2 separate regions of the Zea mays genome follow, and region 1 is linked to region 2. A link is a contact called in public Hi-C data. All regions are on one chromosome and are shown on one strand. Each heading gives the region's core, a stretch centred on a gene start, on an enhancer-like site or on the middle of the called end of the contact. The rest is flanking DNA. Distances are from core to core; before and after follow the strand shown.

Region 1 (4,630 bases), core at 908-3,407, 93 kb before region 2:
GTAGACTTTTCTAGTAGACTAGTACCATGTTTATCCACTCCATGTACTGAGTGTTGGGTGCACGGTTTATCCAGAGTCTGGATGATTGATGGCATCTGGCATTATTTAGCTATCGATAGATACAAAGTACAACTAGCTTGGCACGTGACAGCTTTCAGCTTTGTAAGCATGATTAATCGGTGGCATGTGAACCCTGCGACCTACTTTTCTTCAATGTTCTATTATTTGTCGTGTAGTACAACGACATGATCTACAAAATATAGCTTTAACTATATATTTTTAAATACCAATAAACACTTAATACATCTATATGTTTATAAAAGTACTTTTTTAAGATAAATCGGTGAACATAAATATTATATATCAAAACTAAATAACAAAACAGCCTTTTATAGTTAAACTTTTATAAATTTAATTTAAACCTTGTATAAAACAACAAATAACATGATATCAGAGAGTAAGTGTGGATGGTTCTAGTGAATATCTGGACGAAGATCGAATGCGACTCTCGCTGTGTGGATCCAAGTTTAAGGGTATGTTTGGTTCCGTGTTTAATTTGCCACACTTTCTCTAATTTTTCTGACTAAGTTTAGTTATTTAATTCTGATGACTAATTTTAGTCAAAGCGTGACACAGTTAACTACGAAACAAATAGTCCTTAAATTTTCGCACGTTACGATCCCTAAGAGCAGACACGTATCGAACAAAGTGCGTGTACGTATACAAAGGTAGATTTTTCTGGGTATTTCATAGAGGCGCCTTGTCAGGGTACAGGCATACGCGCGCGTACATCACAGGTAGGGGTGAACGATTCGGGTTACCCTAAATTTTTGGGTCCGATAATTCGGGTATTTAAAATTTCGGGTTTTGAGAATTGATACCCGAAATTACAACAGATTTTACAATACCCGAAAAATCGGGTACCCGGAATTTCGGGTTCAGGTAATTTCGAACTACCCGAACTGTTGTGTTGGCTTCATAAAAACACAAACACCTTATTAAATTAGTATAAAAATATAGTTTAAATAATGATATACATGGACATATAAAACACATGCAATTTACAATCACAAGTTATGCACATTTACACATAATTATAGATGTACAAATTAATAATTAAACATGACATGAGTAAATGACACATGAAAGTTCAGATATTTCGGGTTACCGATTGTGATACCCGAATAACCGAAATAAATTCGGGTTTTGCAAGTTGCTACCCGAAATTACCGAACAAAATTCGGATTTCGGGTATTTTGGGTTTAGATTCAGGTATTCCAGGTTCGAGTTTCGATATTTTTTTGCCCAGCCCTTGCGCAGGCACCAATAGAAGAGAAAATGACCGCCTTACCCCACGCACTATGCATGGGCCTACAAGTACGGGCCGGCCCACAGCCAACCATGTTGTCCTGCCGCGGGCGCGACCACCTCATCAGCCTCATCGCAACTGTCCGCCTCAGCTGGGGACCCACCCGTCTCGCTCTGCCGTTTGGAGTCGTTAACTGGTTACCCACGCCATGCACACCAGCGGTGGCGGTAAATATACACACGTACGCATCCTGTCAGTGGCGTTCCGTTCCTGCATGCATGAAGGCAAATCAAACATCTTTTCCGATCTATATAGGTAGCTGACGCAACTACGCAAGGATCTTAATTGTTGGCCAGCGCGCAGTAATGGTAATGAGGTAGTTCATTTTATCACTCCTTACTTTTTTTTTTCGTTTGCTTTGTATAATAGAATGAGTTAATCTATCACTACATTATTCATCATAGTTAAAAATGTGATCGTCCCACCAAATTTAATTAATGAACCCATAATCTATCTTATTTTAGATAAAATAATTCATCAAACAAACACCTTATATATCTCCACCACGGGCGTTGTACACAGGCTGGGTGACGATGGCGGCTGTCCGGATAGATAGAGGCACAGAGGAGGTACAGATGGCCGTAGGCATGCAGAGCGGACGTGCGATATGTGTGTCACGGCGCGCGGGCCGGGGGCGATAGATAGATGGCGGCGAGCCGCGAGCGGTTGCGGTACAGATGGCCCCATGCATGCAGCGCGTGACGGCGTGAGGGGGGCCGGGCGTGCATTGGCTGTGCAATACGTGTGTGTGTGTACTAGCTCCGACGGGGAAGGGGGCGATAGATGTCAGCGCAGCAGCCCGGCCCAGTTCGTTGTCCGCGCCCGCCCTGCCCACGGCGGCAGGGGAGCAGGGTACGTGTCCGCCGCGCTCGGCGCAGGCCGGCCGTTCCGTTTCACCCACCTCTAGGTAACCGCGCTCCCTGTTTTGTCCGCATGCATATGCCCCGGTTCGTCAATTTCCCCCGCGTATGGCCGTCTGGCCATATCCATGCATCACCATGGCCGTCCGGCCCGGGGCCCATGCTGTAGAAGGGCCGGTACCGGAAGAACCACGATCGCTCTCTACCACTGATGATCTGCTACAGACCTGCATACGATACGTACAGGTGTACGCATGGCAGGATTCGTGGATCGTGTAAACCGGCGGAGTAGAGTGTTAGAGAGAGGTGGATCGATCGAGTCTTTAGAGGTCGTAGCTCTCGCGCCGTTGCGTTTCGTGCTGGGAGAAGGAAAGGTGTCAGCAGATCGGCCAGGGGGTAGATGGATCGTAGATACACACATGCGTACGACATGGCAGTACATGCGCCACCAGCCCTTCCTTTTGTAGGCTCCCCTCGCTTGCTTTCTCTCCCTGATCTCTTTCTGCATCTGCCGCCAGTCAGCCAGGGCGTCCTCCCTCTCCGCCGGGCCCCGTCCCTCCCTCCAGCCTCCACCCCAGTACCCCACCACAAAGGCACACACACTCGGCCGGCCTCTTTGTTTTTGTTACAATATTTTGTGACCAATCCACTCCAAAGAGCGCGACGGTTTCTCCCCAAGGGACACATCCCTTGGGGATGCACCTTTGCTTGTATATAAACAGAATCTCCTCTGCAATAAAGGACATCGCTGTCATTTGTCTCTCTCAATCTCGTTACCACGGAGTAGATTACAACACGTTATCAGCACTGCTCGCGAGATCAGAGAAGAAAAGAAGAAAGAAGCTACTCTTAGCGGAAGATTTTTTTTCCGGCGATGCTCCCAGTGCGCACCGGTGATTGACCGAGGAAGCATGAAGGCTTTCAATCATAATGCAAAAGAACAACTAAGTGGGATGACGCCAGGCAGGAACAAAGGATGCCGCTACACACGCCAAAAAGAAAAGGAGAAGCATACAGCGACGCTTTATTGTCCACATCTAGCACTATGAATCTACAGCAAGTCTGTAAGGATTTATTATGTGTCAATCGTCTCGATGATTTCATTCATGCAAACAATGGAATTGCTGGCTACGGGGCTTCGCACGGGTGCAAGCATTGGCGTCAGGGCCGCTGGACGCTGGGCCACGCCCGCGCAGCGCGCTGGAAGGCCTCGCCCGCGCCATGGTCGGAGGAACACTCGCCCTGGCCGGCAGAGCCCGCGCCGGGCCGCCGTGCCCGCCTGGACGGGGTCGTGCGCCGGTTGCCGCGCGCTGCCGGGGCCGCTGCCGCCGGGCCGCCGTGCCCGCCTGGCCGGGGCTGTGCGCCCGCGCCGAGGCCGCCTGCCGTCGACCCGAGACTGCGGTCGCGCCCACGCCTAGCCAAAAGAGGACGCCGAGGCCGTGAGCAATTGGGTCGCGCCCGCGCTCGCGCGTACCATGGCCGGGCGGCCGCGCCCGCGCTGCGCCATGCGCAGCCGCCACGCCCGCTCCCGCACCGGGGTCGGATCCGCAGTACCAGCGTCGTGGCTAGGGCCGGGGACGGCGCACCTGCGCTGTCGAGGGGCTGCGCCCGCGCGCCCGAGGGGCCTCGCCTGCTGCCGAGGCCGGGGGCCGCCGCGCCGGGCAGCGCGCAGGGCCGCTGCCGCGCCGGGACGCCTGTGCCGCCGAGAGTGCCACGGGGCCGCGCCAGTCTGCACCGTGCCGCCGAGGGGCCGCACGCCGGTGCCGCCCGCACCGCCACCGGGGGCTGCACCCACGAGCCGTCCAGGGAGCCTCGCGCCGCCGCATGGGGCCGCGCGCCCGCGCGCCGAGGCGGTCCGCGCGCCGCCGTGAGCCAGGGCCGGCGGCGGCTGTAGGAAGGGAGGAGCAGTTAGGGTTTTTACCCTAACTGCCACCCTTAAATGGTCGGCTGGGCCACCCCTGGCCGCCTGGGCCGGCTGATGGGCCGGCTGGGGAAGCTGTCTAGAGGACTGCCTGGGCTGGATTCGACCTGCATGGGCTGTCGGCCGAAGCATTTACCACTTATTATTTTATTTACTGCAATTTCAATCAAAAGAACAATGTGTTCGTTCAATTACTGTTTTAAAGTATGTCTAAATTCGAATATTTAGACAGCTGATGATATATGTAATTGTAAATACTTGTCTGTTTTATTATAAAATAATACAGACTTGATAGTGAATTATATTTTATTTACATTTATAATCCACATATATTCGACTTGCTTTTGTTTTTGCATTCTTTTACGTTTGCATGGAAAACATAGCACATTATTAAGTCGAAACTAATGGTCCTCATGCAAAATGATATTGCATTTTTGGAAAAGCATAGGGTGATGGAGTCCTAAGCACTGGCTGCACTAA
Region 2 (4,510 bases), core at 140-2,639:
GCAAGGGAGGCCCTGGATGCCTGGACTTCGACTTCTCGTATAGGAGGAGCAGGAGAGAGGAATACCTCCCCGCAGAAAACCCTACGAAGAAACCGAACGGTGAGCAGACCCGTCCCGGGGCTGGGGTTTCGCCGAGCAACGAATGATCCACGACGAGGAAATAAGAGATCCTGTACAGCAGGAGAGAGGAATACCTCCGGTGTCGTCGCGTTGCGTCGCGCGGACGAGTGGAACCTGAGAGGAAGAGAGGTGGCGACCTAGGGTTGCGGGGCTTCTCTTCTCTCCTGCAGCTCGGCTATGAGCAGAGTACATCAACACCACGCGCCGCGCTGCCTGTGTTCCGGAGAGGGAGACGACCGAGGGGATCTGGGGCCGACGGGGTTTGCGGCGGGCGGGCGTAGGGAGACGGGGGTAGTCTACAATATGCTCTTAATAGTAGTAGAGATAATACAACACATCCCACGCGTCAGACTCGAATCGATCGTCCGGCACGGCGGCCATCCTACCACAATTCCGGGCCGTAATAATTAACCTAACCTAACCTAGACTCGCCAGCCTGTCCGTGACCAAAGCGCGAACGGGGCGCCGGTTAAGGGCCCGTTCGGTTGTACCGGAACAAACCAGGATTTATTCTAGCTCATCAAATTCTATATAAATTAGAGAAGTAATCCGGCTCCGCTGGTGATGCGAGTTGCCATCGCCATAACAGCGACACCAGGTGGGTATTGCAGGCATTGCTAGTTTACTGCATTCTGTTGGCATTGCACTCTGTCCAAAGCTTTGGTTACCTAAGACACCACTAACCAATAACGGATCTGTTTAGGTCGTCGTATATAAAACCTCCCTGATCCGCAACTTCCGGGATGCTGGGTTTGCAGGTACGAACTGTAAAGGCACTCGGTCTTGTGCTACAGCATTAGCAGCCACAATGCTTTGCGGCTGTCAGACTGTCTCCCGTGGATCTCCTAAAAATTTTAGAGGACACAACATCGTAGATGATGCTATTTATCATTGTTTACATAGTGAAGTTTAAAATAGGAAATAGGATAGCAGATGTGATAGAAAATCGATCACACGCTATGCTATGGTTTCATGACTGTTTTTTTTTGTGTCGTCGCGTATAAATCTACGTATACAACTGGGAGTATATCTTTTTTAGGAAAAAAGGGGTATAACTGTATAAGGGGGCTAAGACTAGTTTAAAAACTAAAATCTCTTTAGATTCTCGAGGATGTAGGAAAAAAATGGATAATTGACCTTCAATCCTCAGAAATCCGGGAGGTGCTAGCCTAATGCGATAAACATGATCGAGCCTTTCGGAAGTGTGATAAACAGAACAAGTCCAGGCCTCTTAAGGCCTGTTGTCAACCACACCACACACCGGAAGATCTCTTGTTGGGCCAGACGGAAAATTAAGAAGGGTCACCGAATGGCTCCCACCCATATCGTTCGGGGTGTCCAAAGGCCGATATATCATTCGATTTTTTTTGGACACAAATATATAGCGCAAAAGATCACCTATATTCTTTTTTTTCTTCTTCTTTTCGGTTTCTGTTTTGAGGAAACGGTTTTGGCTTCCGTTATTCGCCACATCTTTGACTGGGATCCTTATTATTTCTAATAAAAACAGAAACAGAACATAACGGTTCGAAATCTAAATCGAGGAGATACAAAAAAATAACTACTGTATAAACTAATTATGAGACGTATGGGTTGTAACAAAAAAAAGACAAAGTTTTCTGAGAAGGTTTTCAACCAATTTAAATCGATTGTGATGTGTATCTATGTCGTACGTTTGGTTTTCTTACATAATCCACCGTATGAAATATATGTCTGTTAGCTTGTCGCTGGACGCCGACGCTATCCAGTTTTACGTCGTTGACCCATGCGGCCACATGCCCCATATACATATATTTGTACACGAGCAAAACCCACCCATTATCTTTTGTTTTTTCCGGCATGCTTTTCTTATCCTTGATGCTTTTCTTATCCTTTGTTTTTGTTGTCAGGGTTTCCAACATCTCTGATTTTAACAACGTTTTTTTTCCTCTCTCTCTCCCTGGTTTAGGTGACGAGCAAGTATCATTAGGGCTGGACAAAATACTCGTGGCTCGTGAGCTCGCTCGACTCGTGGCCAGCTCGGCTCGGCTCGACTCGGCTCGTTTCAATTTTATCACGAGCTGAGCTAACATCTCAGCTCGGTTCTTTAACGAGCCAGCTCGACACGAGCTCGAGCCAGCTCGTTAGCTCGAATGAGCTAGCATTTATCTGTAAAACAAAGCATATACTTGTATTGGATGAATTAATAAGTGATGAACTATGCTAGTTTAGGGTTTAAATGATGTGATATATAAAATTATGAGTATTGTTAGTCTTTTCTAGTGTTAAATTAGTATGAAATTAACTAGCAATTGATTATATTGGTGTATATATACATATATACTATTTTTTGTTCTGGCTCGCGAGCTAAACGAGCCAGCTCGAGCTCGCAAACGAGCCGAGCCGAGCTGGTTCTCTGGCTCGGTTACTTAACGAGTCGAGCCGAGCCAGCTCGTTTCCTTAACGAGCCAGCTCGAGCTCGGTCGAGCCGAGCCGAGCTGGCTCGATATCCACCCCTAAGTATCATAGCGCCAAGCACGCAGCACCCTCGGTGCATAGGAGGTTTCCTATTGCACCAGCCCGATCGTGCCATCCATTCCGGACACAGACGGCACAACGTCCGATTCCGACTCCGGCAGTGCATATGGAATCCACACGGGTTGGTTTCTGCACATATATATGTACGGATACCGTGATGGATTTTCTTTTCATTTAGCAAGGTTTGATTTCTCTGCCCCTGTCGGCCTGTTCCAACGTAATGGGTGCTATATATATAATATTGTGCTCCCTAGCACAGCACTAGCTACCACTCCTTCTAGTCTACGGCGCGGCATTATTATTTGGCCACGTACGCTTCAATGGATTTGACATCAAGCGCTGTGGAAAAGCAGCTCCAGTCGAAGAAGGCAATGTGATAGCACTAGGATCCAGGCAACCTCAAGTCAGTAGCGCGTCTCGAATCAGACCAGGCCGATTTGGATTTGGAGATATATCGTGTGTCTCTCACGACCAAAGCGCAACAGCTCTGGAAGAATTGCCAACAACTCAAACTCGCATACGTTGCGTACATACATAGATTCAATACAAGCTATATTCAGCTTCTGAATGTACTAGTAAAATACATTATGAATTTAAACTAGATCCTAGTCTGTTTCAAAATCGAAACATCTGCTCGATCACGACTTCTTACCACATACGTATAATGCATGATATATCTTTTTAAAAAACACGCATCTCCCTCTGGAACGAACCTGTACCTTGCTTGCTGGTTCGAGCACAGGAGCATCCTCATCGAATCATCTAAACTAGGGAAAACGACGTTGGTTCTGACTGAAACCGTGCAGCAGCGCAGCTCGGAGGCAGGGGCCCGTTTCATTCCCCCCACCCCCAGGCCGTCGTGCCGTCCCCACCCCAACCAAAACCAAAGTTGTGGCCACGTTCGTTCAGCTGGACACGAGCCTGGAGCTTCCCCCGTTCCCCGCCATGCACTCCGAGCTCCCGGCACGAAGCTTCTGGCCTCAGATTCTTCCGCCGCACCAGGAGTGGTCACCGCCGATGCGCGTGCGCGCCGGTGCTACACCCCGCACGTACCGCGTGCGTCGTCGGTGCTGCCTGCTCTGCTCCTCCTCTGTCTGGGTCTCCTCACCGGCTCACCTACCTGAACCTGATAATGGCCCCAGCCCCACGCGAACCAAGACCGCCGGGCGCGGGGGCAGGTGCGGTGCTCGATCAACGTGTTCGGCGTCCGTGTCGTTGACGGCCCCGTGGTCCTCCTGTGCCGCACATCGCACGAGCGCGTCGCGGCGTGCCTGCTGGCGCGCGGCGCGGTGACGCACGCACGGTGCGCGAGGCGCAGGAGCACGCAGCAAGTCAAGGAACTGTGCTGTCCTGGACAGTACTAGCGCACGGACGCTAATTTACTCTCGATCCGCTTTAGGCATTGTTGGTTTAATTTTGTTACCTATGGATTAGATGGGATTGTAAAAAATTAAAAATAAATTTAACTTGCTTGGGATTTAAACTCATCCAATCTCACTCAATTCACTTGCGATCGTTTTGCACGCTCTGCTTTTCGAGGCCCTTGACTGAGGTGCGGTCGTCTTAGGTAGGAGTACATTGTAAACGTAAGGGGTTTACGGAAGAAGGCAGGAGCAGAAGAGAGCTGGACCAGGAATTATGCTAATCATGAGCTTTTCAGTACACGAGCTTAAAGCCTGCCTTGAAACATATAGGGAACATATTAATTTCCGTCATTCTGTGGAGAGGGGTAATATGGTAAATTCCACGAGATTTTTTGGCTACTACATTTTTTCCCAACTAAGTTTATCCAACGAATACCGATACACTTTCTCCTTTGTCGAAACTAACACACCGACAGCTTTAGCCTTCATTTTACCTGTTGATATCCAAC

Evidence for each region. Hi-C and Micro-C count contacts between places; a contact is called where the count stands out from the background.
Region 1: a contact with region 2 is called in a Hi-C map of leaf mesophyll, with 3 times the contacts expected there. The contact joins two enhancer-like sites. A contact is called at or near these places in 6 of 25 Hi-C or Micro-C datasets (bundle sheath, ear, endosperm and 3 more) and 1 of 3 datasets of contacts at active chromatin or transcription factors (leaf).

The regions. Positions count from the first base shown.
Region 1 is chr10:136,277,943-136,282,572 of Zm-B73-REFERENCE-NAM-5.0, reverse strand. No RefSeq gene overlaps it. Among protein-coding and RNA genes, the nearest start is that of LOC100192564, 24 kb to the left of the region's middle. Within about 2 kb of position 2,157, at least 20 of the 20 cell types and tissues checked have an H3K27ac peak or open chromatin away from gene starts, as enhancers often do. A contact at or near this core is called in ear, leaf and leaf mesophyll, where this site is marked.
Region 2 is chr10:136,184,425-136,188,934 of Zm-B73-REFERENCE-NAM-5.0, reverse strand. No RefSeq gene overlaps it. Among protein-coding and RNA genes, the nearest start is that of LOC103641890, 18 kb to the right of the region's middle. Within about 2 kb of position 1,389, at least 14 of the 20 cell types and tissues checked have an H3K27ac peak or open chromatin away from gene starts, as enhancers often do. A contact at or near this core is called in ear, leaf and leaf mesophyll, where this site is marked.